Regions from separate parts of the Danio rerio genome. Here region 2 is linked to region 1. A link is a contact called in public Micro-C data. All regions are on one chromosome and are shown on one strand. Each heading gives the region's core, a stretch centred on a gene start, on an enhancer-like site or on the middle of the called end of the contact. The rest is flanking DNA. Distances are from core to core; before and after follow the strand shown.

What was found. A called contact is a pair of places that touch in the nucleus more often than the background predicts.
Region 2: a contact with region 1 is called in a Micro-C map of caudal fin, with 5 times the contacts expected there. The contact joins the promoter of txndc16 here to the promoter of si:ch211-266o15.1 in region 1. A contact is called at or near these places in 3 of 18 Hi-C or Micro-C datasets (caudal fin, hematopoietic stem cells and an unstated tissue).

What each region holds. Positions count from the first base shown.
Region 1 is chr17:16,031,598-16,034,447 of GRCz12tu, reverse strand. It overlaps si:ch211-266o15.1, which reads left to right and starts at 1,265. Exons shown (of 29, transcript XM_684300.11): 1 at 1,265-1,408.
Region 2 is chr17:16,216,491-16,219,534 of GRCz12tu, reverse strand. txndc16 (thioredoxin domain containing 16) reads left to right here and starts at 1,344. Exons shown (of 19, transcript XM_679925.8): 1 at 1,344-1,735; 2 at 1,909-1,991. The coding sequence starts at 1,594. gpr137c (G protein-coupled receptor 137c) reads right to left here and starts at 504. Exons shown (of 7, transcript NM_001007433.1): 1 at 1-504. The coding sequence starts at 222.

The DNA.
Region 1 (2,850 bases), core at 16-2,515:
ACTTCAAACAGAAGCAAATGGTCAGACTTTAATTGAAGACTACGAAACAATTTTTTTTAGCAGCACCGATTTTTCTAGCATCGATTAATTGTTTGCTCTAATGCTCTTTAGAATCTTAAGCACCCGTCCTCTTTGGTATAAATAACCTCAAACAACTTTCTCATCAAATCATGACCAATCAAATGCTCTATCTGACATGCACCCTTTAAGACTCTTCTCAATTGCCTGTCATTTTGATGCACTTGAGCTTATCCACTCTCATTGGCAGAGCAGTGATAAAAACAAAACACTATTGGCTGTTTTTTTTAAAAAGGGGAGGAGTTACACTATGTCCCACCCTCTCTTCGTGTTTCGGTTAAAATTACGTCATACATTGGATAAAAGAGCATATTTCAAAGCACTTCAAGGGACCTTTAAACAATATTGATGATGAACTTTTCAGACACCATAAATGTTTTCCATTGAGACTTTTATTTTTCAGTAAGCCAGCTATAGCGCTTCTTACGGACTGCCACATTACAAAATTGGCATTTTTAGGATCTTCATATGTCTGTCTATATCTATATAGAATAATGTGTTTATTGCTGTTAATGTACTTCAGATTGAAGAAGAATATTAAGTAGGGGCGGGGCTATTTTTTGAGCATCATTTACAAATGGCGAACTAACTAATAAAGGGGCGTGGTTACGCACATTGTGGCTGAAGCTGCCAAACTGATGTCAGAAGTAACTGGACTGCCTCTCTAAACGAGGATAAAAAGGTCAAGCTCTGATTGAAGATTACCAAAACAAACCTCTCCGTGGTTATCCGAGAAACTTGCACAGATTTCCTGTTCATCTAAACAATAACAATGTGTGCTAGCAGAATAAGCATTGTAAATTTTGATTTCACTTGGAGTTTAAAGCGATTTTTTTTTTAAGATTTAGACCAATTTTAGACTTTATTATTAGTCTGTGATTGTCATTATGATGTAAACAAAACTCTATTGGCCACTTTTTAAAAGGGGAGGATCTATTTGATATGCTCCGCCCCATCTTGTTTCAGTGAAAATTCGTCAACATATTGAATAACGTTACGTGTTTTAGGGCATTTCAGAGGAACTTTAATGTTCTACTAAAGAAAAATCTCACCTACATCTTCAATGGCCAAAGGGTGAGTAAATAATCAGCAAATTGTCATTTTCATTTACCGGTGAGCTATCACTTTAAGACCCTGCATTTATCCTCCTGGACAGCAGGGTGCAGCAGAACACACCGAGCTTGTTGGGAAGCAGCAGGAGCTCGAATCCCGTTGTGTTGCTTTGGCGAAAGGCTTTGTACGTACAATACAACAGTGAAAACCGAAAGACGTTGAAAACACCAGAAGAACGCATGAAAGCCCCCGTTTGACAGCCGAACTTCACCTTTTCGTGAGTATACATTTGAACGCGCCACTTTCCTTTAAATTAAAGCCCCATTTCCTCTGTGTTCCCTCTCAAATGTAGCCTGCTAGCACGCATGCGAAGGCAGAACGCGGGTACGATGCTGATGGTTAGCAGTTTCTTGCTCAGATTGTTTGATAAACCTTTTATAAGCGCTCATAGGCACCTAGTATCGCTATTAATAAAGATATTGGGTTACATTATTAACATAGCGAAATAATGCAGTGCATCCAGGGAGTCTGCAGCAGGCATCTCTCAATGCAGATGCAGAGTCAGAACACACACACACACACAACAGAGCGTGCACGTGTGGCTCGGTTTCCAGGGCAGTGCTGGTGAAACAAATGCTTAAATAAATGTAAACACACACGTGTGAGCTTCATGTTTGGGTATGTATGTGCTCTAGAAGAGATTTGCATTCTCGGTGCACTATGACGTCACGCACACTCCGAGGCAGGGGACCGGAAATACGTCATTACATGATGCTAGCCTTGGCCTTGGAATTTTGCCTCCAAAAATAAAAGAATTTTGCCTCCAAAACTCCATGGACTCTATTATTCTGTTGATAATTAGCATTTCTGTTGTAATCCTGTACTCTTAATATGTTGTCAATATCAAAAGTGCCACATCTACTGAAATATTAAAGCTAATTAGGTAATTGTGGCTTTAAATCTTTTCTTCTGTATTGTAATGTGAATATCAGTTGAAAAGATTATTGAAAAATAATAAAAGAGGGTTGACTCTACAGGTTTTTTAATCAGTGGCCACCCCCTTTTTTAGTAGTGATGGGTCGTTCATGAACAATTTGTTAATTTCGAACGAATCTTCAATATGACTCGGGAGCTACGAGTCCTCTCAGGGAGTGATTCGTTCATCCGAGCGTGCGCACATATGTGCAGGTGGTATTGTTCATTTCAAGTCTTTTGAGTCGTTCATCGCGGAAAGGCAGAAGCCCATCATATGCGTTTAGAGCCTGAAAAAGAATTGATCCGTTCATCTCTCGAGTCCTCTATCGCAGGGGTTCCCAAACTTTTCAGCCCGCGACCCCCAAAATGTCAATGCCAGTGACTCGTGACCCCCAATATTCTCTGAGGTGGTGGTTATAAATACAGAAACCTTGTATGCAATGACGCGCACAAACACACCAATAGACCCAAGTCTATTCTTTGTTTTATTTAATGTATGTCAGTGTTGTAAATGGGCTAGAAAGTTTAAGCTGGTGTTACAAAATCTGCTGCATCTGACAGTATTGCTGTGTCTTTAGTATAATGTAATTACCCGAGAAGTCGCAATCCAATAGAACTACTAACTATAAGCTACTATAGTAACTATAAACGACTATTTTTTTCTCTTCAGTAGGTTATTGATAAAATACAGTAAGTCTTAAGGTTTCATAAAAATTAATTGATTTTTAAAAATCACCAGGCGAC
Region 2 (3,044 bases), core at 95-2,594, 190 kb before region 1:
AAAAACACTCTGGTAGCTGAAGCGTTTGTGTCCGTAGTGCAGAATCAACCAGAGCTGCAGGTAAACAAACACGAAGAGGAGCGAATACAAAACCGTGTAGAGAACAGTGAGACCGAGCTGCACGGACGGGGGAACCGCAGCCTGGATCAGTTCGGCGGAGGATGATGAGGATGAGTCCGTCCAAACACTGACACTGACCTGGTTTTCTAGTAAAAACAACATATCGACACGATGGCTCGCTATCACGCCGACTTATCCAAAACGAGTTGTCCAAAACTTTTCATGGAGATGTTTTGAAATGATACAAACACTGAAAAACGTCAAACTTAATTACAAATGACACATGAGCGGAAAATAATAAAACTACAGCCTACCCTAAGTTATTATCGTATTGAACAGACTTTAAAACAATTCTCAGATGTTTGTAACCAAAAATTGGGAAAACAAGTAATTAAAAAACAGCAGAGCCCCCAATCTCTGCAAGGCAGCTCCCTCCGACCTAAGAAAAACCAACTCTGGAGCTTGGAAAAAAAAGCGATCAGCTGGCTAGCGTTGCAGATTTGGCCCCTCCTACTGACCAATAGGAGCGAGCTAGAATTTGACGCGCCTGTTTCGCCATGTTGGCTCTCAGCTGAATAGCGCTGAATGGAAAAATTCTGTCGCATTCGAGCCAAAATGATAGGCTTTTCAAGTACGTTCGCTGACGACCGAGCTACTCCCCTCCTACTTTTTTGACAAACCAATCATTTGTCTTTTTAGGTGTCCTGCCTCTGTGCGTTTTTAATTTTCAAACAATCAGCATTGTTGTTTTCAATACCGCTTATTTGCTTAGACGTTTGCGCTTGTTTGTTTTTCATGTAAGCTATACAGTAGTTTGGTTTGTCAATTAAATAGCGGTGTGAAAAATAATATATTTTTTAATAAAGTGACGCGGGTATAATATTGATACATGTAATAAATTATTGAAGGATATTTATGCAAGGCATAAAGACTAATAAATAAAAGGAAAAAATCACAAAAATATGCAAGGCAGGTCCCACAGAGTAAAGAAAAACAACTGTGTAAAAAGAAAATCAAATGTTGGGCTAATAAGAAGAACGTGGAAACTGACGCGCTTTAGTAGTCATGTTGGCTCTCAGTTAAAATTGTGGCGAATCCCAATAAAAACAGATATTGTGAGCCAAAATGACCGCCGTTTCAAAAGGCTGCTACCGATGAGCCAAGATCCTTCCGCCTACTTTATTCTTATTGGTTCTAACTTTTCACTTTGAGCTTTCTGGTTGGTATTCAGGACACGGTTAATCCCTCCTCTCATATTTGATTGGACGACGTTTGCGCATGTTGTTTTAGTGTTTGAGGATGTAGTAGAACTCGTTACATTTACAACACTGATCTGAAATCATTATTAACCTAATGTATTTGCTAAAAGGCTGCATTTTTTGTTTGTATTTTAAGTTTTGGAAGATGTGGGGATGCGTTCGGTAACAGAACAAGCGAACGGTTTTGATGGGATATGAACGTCTTATTTTTGCACATCCTAATTATGAACTAATATAAATAGATGTAAAGTACATACAGTGTAAATGTTGCACCATGTGCACCGTATATTTGGTCACGTTTGTGTTCATCCTAACAGCAGAACAATGTTTCTCAAAACTGATGGAAGACTCCGGCCAGAACCTCATGGAGAGGATGCAAACTGGGAAAACATCCTTTATATACTTTGGAAATCATGGTGAGACTCTGTTAAATGATTACAGAACAGTTATTATAATTTGCAGGTCTAAGCAAGAGTCATTAATCACATCAGCACAGAACAGTATTTGCTGAGTCAGTAGATTTGAGGTGTCAAAATCTTTTAAAGTTAATTTTTAAAGTCTATTACATAACATCTGTATCTGCTTGCAGTCAATCCAACCATAGAACTGTTCATAGAGCAGCTCCAGATGTCAGCTGATGCTCTAGAGGACTATGGGATAGCTGTTGTAATGGTGAGCAGAAAATATGTGCATAGGAATATATTTTTTGTAGTTTTTATTATGTTATTTTGCTACATAATGGCTGACCCAGCTGCAATAACTTCAATGCAACCTAAAGGGGTGGTTCACCCAAAAACTGAAAATTCTGTCATCATTTACTTTCCATTTGCTTGTTCCAAACTTGTTTGAGTTTTTTTTTCTATTAAACACAAAAGAGGATAGTTTGAAGAAAGCTGAAAGCCTGTAGCCATTGACTTACATAATGTATATTTTTGCCTACTAAGGAAGGTTACAGGTTTTTAGCTTTCTTCAAAATATCTTTTTTATTGTTCAACAGAAAACAGAATCTCATAATGGTTTATAACCCCTCGAGGGTGGGTAAATTTACATTTTTGGGAATTTACATTTTAAATTCTATTTTTTTGTTAAAAAAAAAAAAACATACAGTCCGTATTCATAACGCTTCACTTTTTCCACATTTTTTAATGTTACTGCCTCATTCCAAATTTGATTAAATTTAATTCCCCAAAATTCTACACACAATACCCCGTAATAACAATGTGAAAAATATTTTTTTGAATTTGTTGCAAATTTATTAGAAATAAAAAAAACTGGAAAATCACATGTACATAAGGATTCACAGCCTTTGCTCAATACTTTGTTGATGCACCTTTGGCAGCAATTACAGCCTCAAGTCTTTTTGAATATGATGCCACAAGCTTGGTACACCTGTTTTTGGGAATTTTTGCCCATTCCTCTTTGTAGTACCTCTCAAGCTCTATCAGGTTGGATGGGAAGTGACGGTGTACAGCCATTTTCAGATCTCTCCAGAGATGTTCAATAGGATTTAGGTTTGGGCTCTGGCTTGGCCACTTAAGGACATTCACCAAGTTGTTGTGAAGCCACACCATTGATATTTTGACGGTGTGCTTTGGGTCCTGCTGGAAGATGAACCGTCGACCCAATCTGTGGTCAAGAGCACTCTGAAGAAGGTTTTCATTCAGGATGTCTCTGTACATTGCTGCATTCATTTTTTCCTCTATCTTGACTAGTCTTCCAGTTCCT